3 separate regions of the Rattus norvegicus genome follow, and all the other regions are linked to region 1. Evidence: chromatin contacts called from public Hi-C data. All regions are on one chromosome and are shown on one strand. The core of a region is the stretch at or near the end of the contact, and the rest is flanking DNA. Distances in the headings are between cores, read along the strand shown.

Region 1 (4,490 bases), core at 375-2,874:
TCAGTTTGTTTTTTATAAGTATAAAAATTCCTTATTGAGAATTATCTCTGCCATAAGAAGATCACTCTTAAAGGGTCCATAAGCTCCTCAGTTAAGGAGGCTCCCTTCCATAGGACAAGAGATGGAGCAAGTGTGCAAGGGTCCATGCCATAGCACTTACACTGCAGTGCCAGGGATGTCCTGACGCTGTCTTCCAACTCAGGTCTGCTAACGAAGAGATTTGTTGTCAGTGGATTTTTCTGATAATAATCTCAGAGGAGGAATCACAAAGAAAGTGATTTCTCAGGTGTAAATGATGAAGCTACCACACAGCACATTATCTGAGCTTCAGAAAGGCTTACGGCTAATCTGGAAACAGTTAAAATTATTTCTGCGAGGAGAGTGAAATTGAGAACTACTAGTGTAGTTGGATGTATACCAGAAATAAATATTTTACTTCTGTCAAGCTGGAGGTAGAACACAGTGCTTCTGGTATGCCATAAACCGTGCCCAACACGTTTTAAAATAAATATTTTTTCTCACAAATTACTGTGTATTACAAAAAAAACCAAGTGTACAAGTAGACAGTTCTCTTGTCTACTTAAAAGAGTGATCTTTCACAAAAGAAAATAGTACAGAAGGAATCTGTCATCTTTATAGAAAACAGATCGATTGGCTATGACTACTGCTTAATAAATAAAAATCTAGATGTTCCTTATGCAAAAGAATCAGGCTACATGTTGGCAGTGAGAACCCGTCACTTTTAATATATGTAAGACAGTAAATATATGAGGACATTAGTATTCATTCGATGATATATAAATACACTTGAGACACTCAACCGAGACATGTCTAGTTCTGCCACCCAGTGGCGACTGCCATACTGTCCCATAGGTCTTGTTCAGTTATAAACATTGCACCTACCTGTTCACCAGGCTCTTGGGCAAGCTCGGGCCGAGGCCAGGCATTTGTACATGCACTCCCCTGCTGAGTCACAATACAGCTCCTTGAGCAAGGGGACAGGTTTCCTGTGTATTGTGACACGCGATAGGAACTCAGTATGTAAGACCACGTGGAACCCTCTTTTTTTTTTTTTTTTTTTTTGAAATGAGTGGTGTCTAAATTTGGGTTCATCGGGATTTTCTCTCTGGTGTTTTTTGTTAAGCACATAACCTATGACGGCGTGTGAGGCTGGGTGACACCTAACACACACTGCACATCATCACAGGTCCTGAAGCATCAGACGCGGGTCTGGAATCCGGGGCTCACACGCTCGCTTCAGCCTGCTTCGGCTTCGGTCCAGGTAGGACTGAGAGGAAGCCAGGCTTAGCCACGATGCCGGCGACCGCTCGCTTCCGAAAGCGCCTTCTCGGCTAGGGAGGACGTGAGCGACGTGAAAACAGGTCCATCACGGCGGCTTCGAGCAGCCTTCGAGGCTCGCCCAAGGAGTCTTCTCTCTGCCACGCCCTGGTCATGCCCACCGTTGCATTCCGACCAATAGGCGCAGATGTGCCACCCTGTGCGGCCGTGGGAGGAAATGCTGGGACGGTCGGACGCCGAGCGGCCGTTCACGTCAACGCGGTGACGTCACGCGCGTGCGACGCACCTGTCGGGCTCCGACTCCTGCAGCTTCTCTTCCAGTTCAGCGGGTCAGGGCCGGTCCGGTCGGGATCGCTCTGCTGCCAGCTCAGTGCCGGTGCGCTCGGGGCGGGCCCGCCGTCCGGAGGATGAGGCTGGAGTGGGCGGAGGCGTGAGAACCGGGTTACTTTCCTCCCGAGGTGGAGCGCGGCTGCCCTGTAGTCCTTTGAAAGCGCTGTGAACCCGGAGACTCAAGTCGGGGCAGAGGCAGGTTGACTAGAGGGCCCGCTAGAGCCGGAGGATTGAACTTCACCCCGAAACCAGCCTCCGCCAGTCCCACCTGGCCGCATTTACGTAACCTCTTCCCAAAGCCGGGTAGCAGTGAAGTCCGCCGGGGTGGCCACCCGGCAGCCGTGTCCCGGTGAAGCTCCCGGGGCGGCTGGCGCGGGATCTCAAGCAGATGCGGGGTCCACAGGCAGCGCATCCACCAGCCGCCGAGCTTGCTATGCCTCTGAGCTGCAAGGTGAGTCGCCAGCTGTCAGGTTCACTCCTTGACGGTGGACCGCGAGACCAGGCTCTGGCGTTCCCACCGAGGTACCTACCTACCTGCTGTCCAGCCCATTAAAAATCTTGTTTCCTCCCGGAACCTTCAAAAGACCTATAAGTAGAATTAAAACTAGGTACCAGCACAGAATTAATCTTGAATTTACAGTTTGCTCAAGTTTAAAAACGTTTAGGTTATTTTATTTATTCTTTTGGCCTTTAGACTTATGTTTATCAAATCATTTTTGTGCAAATATTTGCGTTTTGGTAGTAAACTTGTTGAAGCAGAAGTTACTTTAGAGAACTTTTCGTCTGGCGTGCTTTATTTAAAGTGCGGCATTTAAAATTAGAGCACAAGGAAGTTAATTGCATATTCATCGGGTATGTTCTAATTGTAGGCCGAGATTTCCATTTTGAAAATGATGACTCTTGACAATTGGACGAATGGTGACCATACCTTTTAATAGTTTTCCATGTATGCGAGTATAAAATTTAAAAATTCAGTCCTGAAAACTTTTTTCGATAGTCCTGCACTATCACTGTGGCTGATATATAATTGACACTTTGTAGATGTACTTCTTACCCATGAAGAATTTAGATGGTTATTTTCGTTGGATCAGTTTTACATGCTTTTGTAAATACTAAAAAACTGTTCTTTCAGTTCGGGAGTGTATACAAGAAGTTTAATGCTTATGTGGATGTTGTTGAGCAATTTTGAAAGGTGTTCCTTCTGCTGATGTGGGTTTTGTTTTTGTTTTTTCTAATGGCTTTAAATTCAGGTGTATAACTTATGGGTATTTTCTCAAATTGAATGTTTATATGGTGTTTGCAGAATTTATCCCAGATACCATTCAATCCCCACTCCTTCCTTTCCTTCTACTTACTTCAAAGCCTTTCTTTGAGTGGCAGCTCAAATGATTTTAAGAGGTCAGTATGAATAACGTGGGCCATTACTTGGAAATAGTGCTGCCTATGTACCTTATTAAAGCTTTAAAGAATTAATTTGGTTTTGAATCTATGTAGTTCAGAAGAACAGATTTGTTAAAGTTCTGGGGTTTTTTGGTAGAAAAAATGGCAAGTGTCCAGGTCATGTTGGTGATAGGCTTTCTGTTTCCTGTTGTGACATGCTGGTACTAATTTTCAGACCTCTCCGGAAGCCAGATTTGATCTCTGTGGTGGGTCATATATCAAAGCAGCATCCTGAGGGCTTTGACCGCTGACTGCTTCATAGAATTCCTTCTTGCTTTGTGGTCAGAATTGTCAGCAGACACTTCCAACATGATGCATACACTACGTGCAAATAGAGTGCATTCGCTTTCTCCCTCCCCACCCTCCCATTTTTCCCGAATCTCATAAAGTAAATACACTGACTTTGTCCGTTTAACAAGTGTGGAAACTTGAGAGAGAATTGACTATCATTCCTAAGGTCCCACAGCACCAAGTGCCAGACCGAGCTCAGCAGTGTCATCCCCGAGCTCCTGCTTTCAATCCTCAATGGTTGCAGGGTCCTGCAAGCCCCACTAGGTGACATTCTACTGAAGCGTTGGAAAGAGAGTCCTGGCACCATAGTTCCATTGCAGAAACTCTTGTGAGTGTTGTTTTTAACAAGAGCAGCCAGTCCTTTGCGTTAATACATTTTATGGCTTTCTGTGCACATTCATGTTTGTTTATAAGACTGTTCCTTTGATTCCTGAAGATAAGTGTTGCTTGGTTAGGTATAAAGTGAAGGAAGACCCCCTCCTGCCTCAGCCATTGCTGGAACTGAGAGATTTGCTGCAGCTGAGAGGGAAATCAGTCAGTCAGTTCTCCCTGTTCTTACAGGAGCAGTTGGATCCATTCTGTCTTTTAAAGTCTCAGTCTTCCATAGCAGCTTTTGAATTGGATTATTGTTTTATCTTTTTCCTTATCAATGAGCCTTACAGTTGTGTGTGACTTTTTTTTCCCTTTTAAAAATTATGTAGTGTTTAATCTTCCTTTTTCTGGATGCTTGTTTTTGTTTTAATTTACAAACTGTAATTGTGTGTGTATATTTGAGGTACTTTGATAAAAGTGTATATTGTGGCAACATTAAGTCAAATCCACATAGATCTGTTTGTTTTTAGTGCATATGCTTGTGTTTGAGGACACACACAAGTGATCGTGTAGCTGGGGTCATTGTGCTGTACGTTAAGTAGGTCACTAATTGCCCACATAACTGAAACCTTGTGCCCTTGACTAGACCCACTACCCCACCCCCATTTCCAGCCTTCCATCTTTGAGAACCACCATTGCTACCTGCTTTTGAATTAGATCTTTAGATCCAACATGAGACCATGCAGTGGTTTTTTTTTTTACACTGTATCTGTGATGGACACTTAGGTTCATATCTTTGCTCTAGTGAGTAATAGTAT
Region 2 (4,112 bases), core at 1,574-4,073, 330 kb after region 1:
AGGCAAACTAGCCGTTTGGGAATTAATATGATTTTAATACTTCTCTCAACTTCCAGTGTCCACTGATAGATACCTAGAACTACATCCCGGGTGTGGGGACAGCCACCTGCTTCTGAATCAACTGGGGGAAGTTTGATGGTGTTAGTTTGTGTCAACTTGATACAGACTTCAGTCTTCACACAAGAACTACCTCCATCAGACTGGCCTGTAGGTGCATATGTGGGGCGTTTTCTTGATTAGTGATTGATGTGCGAGGGCCCAGCCCACTGTAGGCCGCCCTATTCCTCTGAAGGTGCTCCTGTTTTGTACAAGAAAGCAAGACAATCAAACTGTGGAGAGCAAGCCAGGAAACAAGGTTCCTCTGTGGTCAACGCTGTAGTAAGTGCCTTCATACCTCTGCCTCGAGTTCATCTTGCCTTTGGCCTCCCTCATTGATGTACAGTAGCCTGGAAGCCAAATCAATCTTTTCCTCCCCTCGAAGGCACCTGAATACTGCATGGTGCTCCTCTCTGGATCCCAGATTACTCACAGACCACACCTAAATACTACTTTCCAAGCACAGACAAACTTCAAAGAGATCCTTTATTGAACAAGGCAAATAGACAAAGTCACTGAATCTGAATTGGACAAAAACAGAAGCAGAGAGCTTTGTAGGTGTTGGTTTTAAGAGGGAAAAGTGAGAGACCTGTGTTAGAATGAGCTAGAGTATGTTGGTAAATTCTGACTGGGTGTTAGGATAGTCAAAGCAATGGATTTCGATTGCTGGACCTTGATGTCTTGATAGGTGGGCCTTGGTGACCAGTCTCCAGAATGAGTCAGCATCCAAATAAGGCAATAGACCTCGAAGGCAAGCTTTAGGAACGTAGTCCAACAATTTAGCAAGGGAAAGAAGGGTAAAGGACAAAACCTGTGGGTGTCATGGTTATCATGCTCAGGCCTGCTACAGCCTTTGCCCCTAAGTTAATTTTTCATCAGTGTCTCTCCTGGAAAGATCATTCAAAGCCTTTAACAATCCCTCTAGGAGATTCTGCACAGTATATTGGAGAGATAGTTCTCACCCTTGTAGGTAAGAGGGGAAAGGTAATAGACCTGTGGTTTTTCTTGCCTTGCAGTATGGTAAATAAACTTGTTTTCTTTAAACTAAAGAGGTGAAAAGAAAAGAAAGGAAAAAAACCATCCAAACAAGATTAAAAAGACATTAGTGCCAAACTTTAATTGGCTCCCTTTTTTGAGGGGTAGGTTCACATGGATAAGGGGACCATCAGTTAATTTTAAAAAGTATTCTGCATGTTTATGTTCATTCAATAGCCCAAGCCATATCAGAGAGTCTGGAGAATGGGGAAGAGCAATCTACGTAAGGAGCTAGCTTGTTTTCGTCATCGTTGAGTCTTGTGCTTGGTGACTGACGAGGGACAGATGTCATTCTCCATCACCATCTTTCCTAACTTCATCCTCCTAGAGCAGTAGATGTTTCAACTTTATACTCTTCATAGAGGCAGCAGTAAGAGGCTACGTTATTATTAATATACTATATACATTTCTACATCTATATATTTTAGTGAGAAGTTTGGTTTCTTTTAAAAGACAGGAATATTATAAGAATGTGCTTTCATTTTAATCCCCGATGTGGGATGCAGGGCTGCTTCAGACTCCACAGCAACTGACTATGATTTGGCTTGTGCTCTAGCAGGGGTGCGATTTTGCCAGCTGCAGGTAGTTTCTGTGATTGTGGGACTTTTGGAAGTCTGAGGACTTTTCAGGGGGTATATAAATGCCAGAGCCCCAAGGGTTTGTTGGTTGTTCATTTGCTGTTGGTCTCGGTTTGTTAAGTAGTCCTGTGCAAAGAAGAAACAACAAGAAATTAGATACCCTGACAGCTACAGCCACAATCAGCAATAAGTAGTCTAACGATAACACTGCCTTTCCCCTTCTCTCTATTTTTTTCTCCTATCTAGTGTTGGGCAGTTGAAAGAGTGGAAGAAAAAAAGAACCCACAATGTAATAGACAAAAGTCTGGCTATAATACGCAATTCTAATTTAGGCTCCTCTTTGTTCCTGGGAGTTTGAAACAGCATGCTTGGGACGGTGGGATGTGTGTGGAGGGAGTGAAAGGAAACAAGGGTTTCTCTGAAATCTTGGTCGCTGAGGAGAGTGAAGCCACTTGGAAGTCTGAATCGGTGTTAGGAAAATATTCTCTTCCTCCTTCGAGTCGAGCCTGTGCGCTGAGGTGGCTGAACCTTTGGAGGTGTGTGAGCATGTGTGTGGTCTAACCAGTTATCCAGCTGGAATAATCTAGATATCAAGTGGCATGCTTGAAACTAAAAGGAGGGAGAGGGCCCAGCTGAAACCACACCTTTCCGGACCTCCTTCCACACAACACCAAAGCCTTTCCCTCCTGGAAGGTTTGCCAGCCTATGATACAAATAGGTATTACAAATGATCACTCCTTATTCTAAATCTCTCCCAAGGCTTCGTTTACTTAGGATCAGATTATTGGCAGGGAGAAAAGAAAAGAATGCACTCAGGATTCTGCCTCCTACAGGCGGGTTTCCTGAAAGCTGGGTAGATGTTTAAATGGGATGGTTAGAAGCCACCAGGTTTATGGGTGCACTCAATGAGACCCCTTGGCAACAATTTTGACTTTGTAGATGTTTTGGCTTGGATTCTGGGAGAGTTTTGTCTTGTATATAGTTGGGAGTTTTGTTACCCACATAATCAAACAAACCAAATCAGACAAAGACATTCTTCAGGAGTATGGCCCACAAGCTGGCTTCTTTGTCCTCAGACTTGACAGGGAGACCACATTGTTCATTTCAGAATGTTGCTCAGAACAAAGGGTCTCTCATGCCCAGAAGTCTGGCCTCTTTACGGAGACCTCTGTGGGAGCAGCTATGGCTTTGTGCCTGCCTAACATGAAATCCAAAAGTAAATGTAGCAATTCTCACCACTCTTTTCCTTTCTGCGGGATTTTCAAGCCTTACTCACTGATGTAGTTGCTTATTAAAACTAAGAGGAAAGGGAAGAGAATTCTATACTTTATCCTTTGAGTAGATATAACACCAAATTTTTGGAGTGGGCACAGAACTCCCATGGGGAGAAAGATGAGAAGCCCTGAGGGTGCATAAGGTCCTCTGGGAATCCCAGAGACTTGCAGTGATAAGGATGGGAAACATGTAAAGAGCTAGTGACATCTGTTCTTATAGGTGGCACTAAGAATACAGGGTAGCTTAGTGGATGTCTGGCTCCCTTTCTGGGGACCAACTAAGTAAAGTATGGACATATCTGGAAGTCAGGTAGCCAAAGCCTAGTCCCACCTTAGGGCTTCTATATGGGAAACTCCAAGACTCAGGGAATGCATTACTTGTCAGAATTCGAAAGATGGTTTGACACTTACTTTTACTTTGGATAAAGTGACTATTCCAACTTGATCCAATCCTGGAAAAGAAGTTTCTCAACAAATAGAAAAGTCTGTTCCTTCTCACAGTAAACAGCAGAATCCAAATGGTAACCTTCAGGACGGGGCCCACTTTCTTTCCCACTTGTAGTTACAGGACTGTTTGGCTCGATTGGTTTTTGTCGAAGATACATTTTCTTATGAATAGCAGACTTTTTCTTTAAAATCTAGGGATCACATGGGGACTGTATAATAATTACAATTATTGGGCTGCAGACCACAGGTGATTTTCCAGACAGATATCAAATGCAGCTTCTCTTTAGGCTTCTTTTTTATCTAATCTCACACAGTTTCTTGTACAATGTAGATTCCAGTAAGTTCTGTTGAGCTGTGTCGACTGTCGTTCCCAGGAAGAAGCTGTGCACGTATTAGCCATTCTTCAAATCTGGTTAGAAGGCCAGTGGTTGTGGGAATTATAAAGTATTGCAGATCTAGGGGCAAATTACCTTGAATTATCTCAGCCCCTTAGACAGCCACTTACTACCTACACCTGTGTCTGAAGTGGCGTCCTTGTGGTTTTAGGTAAATCCTTTTGGAATGTATGAATGGACACCAATCCAAGAGATGACAATGCCATCAGGTGGCATTTGAGGCTGATAGCAGAGCTTTCTCTAGTTTGCTAGAACATGACAAGATAGGATGTCTCCACCATTGTATT
Region 3 (4,085 bases), core at 982-3,481, 420 kb after region 1:
CTTCTGGCCCACTCCATAGGCAGGAGCCCATCCCCAACAATGCTTGGTAAACTAGAAACCCAAGACGAGATAGCTCAAAGACCTATCAAACACAACCGGTAAAAACAAAAACCAAACCAAAACAAAATGGTTTCTAATGATACTCTGGCATAGTCAGAGAGGGACGCTGCATCCAGCATCACCAGAGAGGCAGTGGATGGGAACAGATGCAGAGACCCACAGGCAGGCATTATGTAGAGAGAGTGTAAATTGGAGTTTCCCATCAAATCCCTTCCCTCAGGGCTCACGGAATGTTGAGGCAGAGGTCAGAGTCAGAGGGAATAGAGGACACCAGGAGAACATGGTTCTCTGAATGAACTAAGAAAGGTGCATACTAGCTCACAGAGACTGAAACAGCAAGTACAGGCCCTACCAGGGTCTACAACAGGTCCTCGGCATACATTACCGCTATTGGCTTAGTGTTTTTATGGGACTCTTGACTGTGAGAATGAGTGTGTCCCCGGCTCTTTTGCCTGATCTTGGGATTCTTTTCTTCCTGTTGGGTTGCCGTGTCCCACTTCAATGTGACAGTTTTTGCCCCATCTTATATTTTAAATTTTGTCATGTTGAGTTAGAAGCTTGTTCTTTTCTAATGAGAGACAGAAAGGGAATGAATCTAGATGGGAGAGGAGTTGGGGAGGAACGGAGGAGTGGCGAGGAAAGCATATTTCAGGATAAAATATATGAGAAGAGAGTCTATTTTCTATAAAAACAATACATCCACATTTAGTTCTTTTAAAATAGGAAAGATCATTATTGTTCAAGGACTGTTCCATACATTTCCTCTCTCTTCCCACTATGATGCTTCACCTAGTGTTCTTTTCAGTATCATACTCAGCTCAAATGGGACTTTCTTCTAGATGTTTCTCTGGCTTTCCCAGTCATTTAAAGTTGAAAGCTAGTCCCTGGGGTGTGTGAAGCATTTAGTACTGATTTTGGTTTTTGTATTTTAAAATTTCTTCTCCCAACTTCCCCTATCATTGTACACCCCATCAACAAAAGAATTCAGTCACTTTATCAATGGCATTGGAAAATGAACCAGTATGAGCCTACATCTATTGAACACTTACCCATAGCTTGAGGAATATTGGAGGGCCCTTTGAAACATCTCTCCTTCAAACCGGATGGTGCTTCCGTTCTCCACAGTGAAGACAGCTGACTTAAAGGGGAACACTTTCGGGTTCGGAGATCCAGGAGCCAGGGAGATGATGTCTTTGGGTGCTCTACTCATTATCTCCACTATGATAAACACGGAAAAAAAAATTCGTCCACTGTCCCGTGGTCTGAACGTTAGTGTCTCTGACCAAGTCTTATACTAGAATCTAGTACTCGATATGATATATTAAAGATGGGATTAGATCACGATAACTCTGCCTTCAGAAACGAAATTTCCTTCTAAAGAGGCCGAACTGCAGCGAGAAGCATCGTCTATTTGGATTTGCCCTCACGGGTACCTGATGTTGGACATGGTGGCCTCCGCCACCGAGAGAGTATTCTTGCTGTTTATTGAATTACTGCTCCTCTAGTCTGACGTAGCAGCATACTGGGCTAAGACTGAATGCTAGTCTAAAATAAGTGCAAAATAACTTTTTCTAGGCTTCCTCACTGCCGGAGGAATCCAAGAATGCAGATGGCCAAGAAAAAGGGCTCTCCGCAGTAGCAGAAGGCCTTTCTCCCCGTTGCCCAATACCTACCTGCTCCACCTCTGGCTCCCATTCCCCAGTCCTGTCTTCCCTGTAGAGCCTTTCTTGCAAGGTGTACCCCATGTTTGGCCCCCAGGCTCATCTCTAAATACTCCTGCAAAAGTAGTCACTGCTTTGCTTTGCCTCTGGCCCAAGCTCTTAGTGAACAAAAGTTAAGTAACTCCTCCTTCACTAACGCTCACAGACTGTCTTCACACTTGAATGAATGGGCGCGACCTAGCGGTGATCACCAAAACAGGGCACCGCACAGAGCTTCGGCTAAGAAAACTCAACTCTTGCAGAGCGGAGCGGGCTCCGGCTTTGTTTTTCACCTGTAGCTCTGATAGGGGATGTCTTTCTGGCCAGGCTCGTTGCAGTGAGGAACCTTGAGTAATTCATGTCTCTGCTGGTCGCGTGGAACAGGACTAGAAAAGTCGGTCACTGAGAACGGCTTCCCAGATCACTCGGGCTGCACTGTTAGCTGTCTCCGGGTAGTGCTGCGGAGTGCCACCCAATCTGCCTGGCTAACAGCCGCTGTCAGTGTCTGAGATCTAAATAGGCCCGGGTCAGGCGACAGAAGGGACAAAGTTCATCCACCGAGTGGCAGTATCTGACCCGAGTGGACCGCAGTCGGCCACGCCCCCTCCCACCCCGCGTCCTGGCCTATGGCAGCTGACCTCAGGCCACCTAAGTCATCGGTCAGGGATGGGCGTGGCGAGAGGCCCTGCTGTGATGCACAATAGCAATCGGATCGGTGCCCGAATTCACTTAAAAGCAGGATGGATTCTGGACCTTGCTGCTCAGTCTTGCAGTACAGCGTTGCTATTGGCCACGCCCCCCACTCCGGCCCTCCCGGACAGATCTTGAAATGAGTGCCCGGAACTGGACAGATCTCAGGTCTCAGGTCTCAAGATCTTTGTCCTTCACTACCCTCTGGTGGTGGTTTTGTTCCATTGCAACGGGTACCAAGAGGCGCTCTCAGTATCGAGGTCTCTCTCTCTCTCTCTCTCTCTCTCTCTCTCTCTCTCTCTCTCTCTCTCTCTCTCTCTCTCTCTCTCTCTCTCTCTCTCTCGCTCCCTCTCTCATCCCTACCCCTAAATCTTCAAGGGGACCCAGATGAATTCAGGTAACTCTTCAAAACAGAAGCCTGGTACAGTGAGTGGGGAGAGTTAACCCACCCTCGCAAATTTGAAAACTTAGTCTTCAGTCTCCTCAATTTTCAGCCTCTTCTCTCACTGAATTGCAGAACTTTCACTGTGTAAGAGCTCGGTTCAAAGTGTGTTGGATATGGTGCAGATAAAGCGATTATCAAATTCGAAATTACCTGGTCGATGACGATACAAAGAGAAACTGTCTTAAGTTTAGTTATTTAAAGGAGTGCACAGTGAAGGGCTCAGGGAGTCCTTTCAGCAGTCGAGGTGCCCGCGCCATATAGTGATCGAGTTCCAAAATTATTAAAGAACAGTTGAAAACACAGGGTTAAAGCTTGTCCCGGGAAACGGGAGATCTCATGACTCTTGAGGTGTCAGCTTTATTTGACCATGGTGGTTTAAAACAGTCATGGTGGTAGGGGACTTTCCACTCAAGAGGACGGTCCTTAGACTGGTGAGGGGGGCTTCGGAAGTTATAACCATTATGAGGCTAAAAGAAATACGCCACAATTCGCCTGACTTCTCAGCATTGAAGGTCACCCTCTTACTGCACTCTTACACTCTGAAGACACAACACAAAGCATAGACTCTTAGACCATCAAATCATGAAATACAGAGTTTTTAAAAAAAGCTGGGGCTGGGGATTTAGCTCAGTGGTAGAGCGCTTACCTAGGAAGCGCAAGGCCCTGGGTTCGGTCCCCAGCTCCGAAAAAAAGAACCAAAAAAAAAAAAAAAAAAAAAAAAAGCTTGCTGCATTTTCTATGCAGACTTTTCTGTGTTTTAGTTAAGTTTAAATATTGTCTGGATAAAACGCCATGACCAAGGCAACTTAGAAAGCATTTGATTCAGGGTTTACCGTTCTATAGGGTTAGCCCATCAGCGGCAGCAGGCAGACATGGAGGCAGGGCCCTGAATCTGTAGCTGAGAGTTTGTAATTTGATTCTCAGGCAAGAGGCAGGGAGAGCTCCCTGGGAAACCCGGGTAGCTTGCTCCAAGGGACACCTCCTCCAACAAGGCCCCGCCTCTCCAAAGTCCCAAACAGTCTTACCAACTGGGGACAAAGTGTTCAAATATATGAGTTTATGAAGAACTTTCCCACTCAAACTACCACATTCTGGAATTAGACAGGCAAAATACCTGAGACGCTGATGATGATTCAGGTCAGGTCGGGAAGCAAAATGGCTCATCAGAGAAGGTGAAAGGATGTGGGGGT

The links. A called contact is a pair of places that touch in the nucleus more often than the background predicts.
Region 2: a contact with region 1 is called in a Hi-C map of Schwann cells, with 5 times the contacts expected there. The contact joins the enhancer-like site here to the promoter of Clcn3 in region 1. A contact is called at or near these places in 6 of 12 Hi-C or Micro-C datasets (the A7r5 cell line, the Rat2 cell line, Schwann cells and 3 more).
Region 3: a Hi-C map of Schwann cells shows a contact between it and region 1, with 5 times the contacts expected there. The contact joins the promoter of Aadat here to the promoter of Clcn3 in region 1. A contact is called at or near these places in 4 of 12 Hi-C or Micro-C datasets (Schwann cells, frontal cortex, liver and 1 more).

The regions. Positions count from the first base shown.
Region 1 is chr16:34,136,380-34,140,869 of GRCr8, forward strand. Clcn3 (chloride voltage-gated channel 3) reads left to right here and starts at 1,625. Exons shown (of 13, transcript NM_053363.3): 1 at 1,625-2,080. It also overlaps a transcript of Nek1 not described here.
Region 2 is chr16:34,468,813-34,472,924 of GRCr8, forward strand. No RefSeq gene overlaps it. Among named protein-coding and RNA genes, the nearest start is that of Mfap3l, 29 kb to the left of the region's middle. Within about 2 kb of position 2,824, at least 3 of the 93 cell types and tissues checked have an H3K27ac peak or open chromatin away from gene starts, as enhancers often do. A contact at or near this core is called in Schwann cells, where this site is marked.
Region 3 is chr16:34,552,949-34,557,033 of GRCr8, forward strand. It overlaps Aadat (aminoadipate aminotransferase), which reads right to left and starts at 2,232. Exons shown (of 13, transcript NM_017193.1): 1 at 2,054-2,232; 2 at 1,110-1,278. The coding sequence starts at 2,120.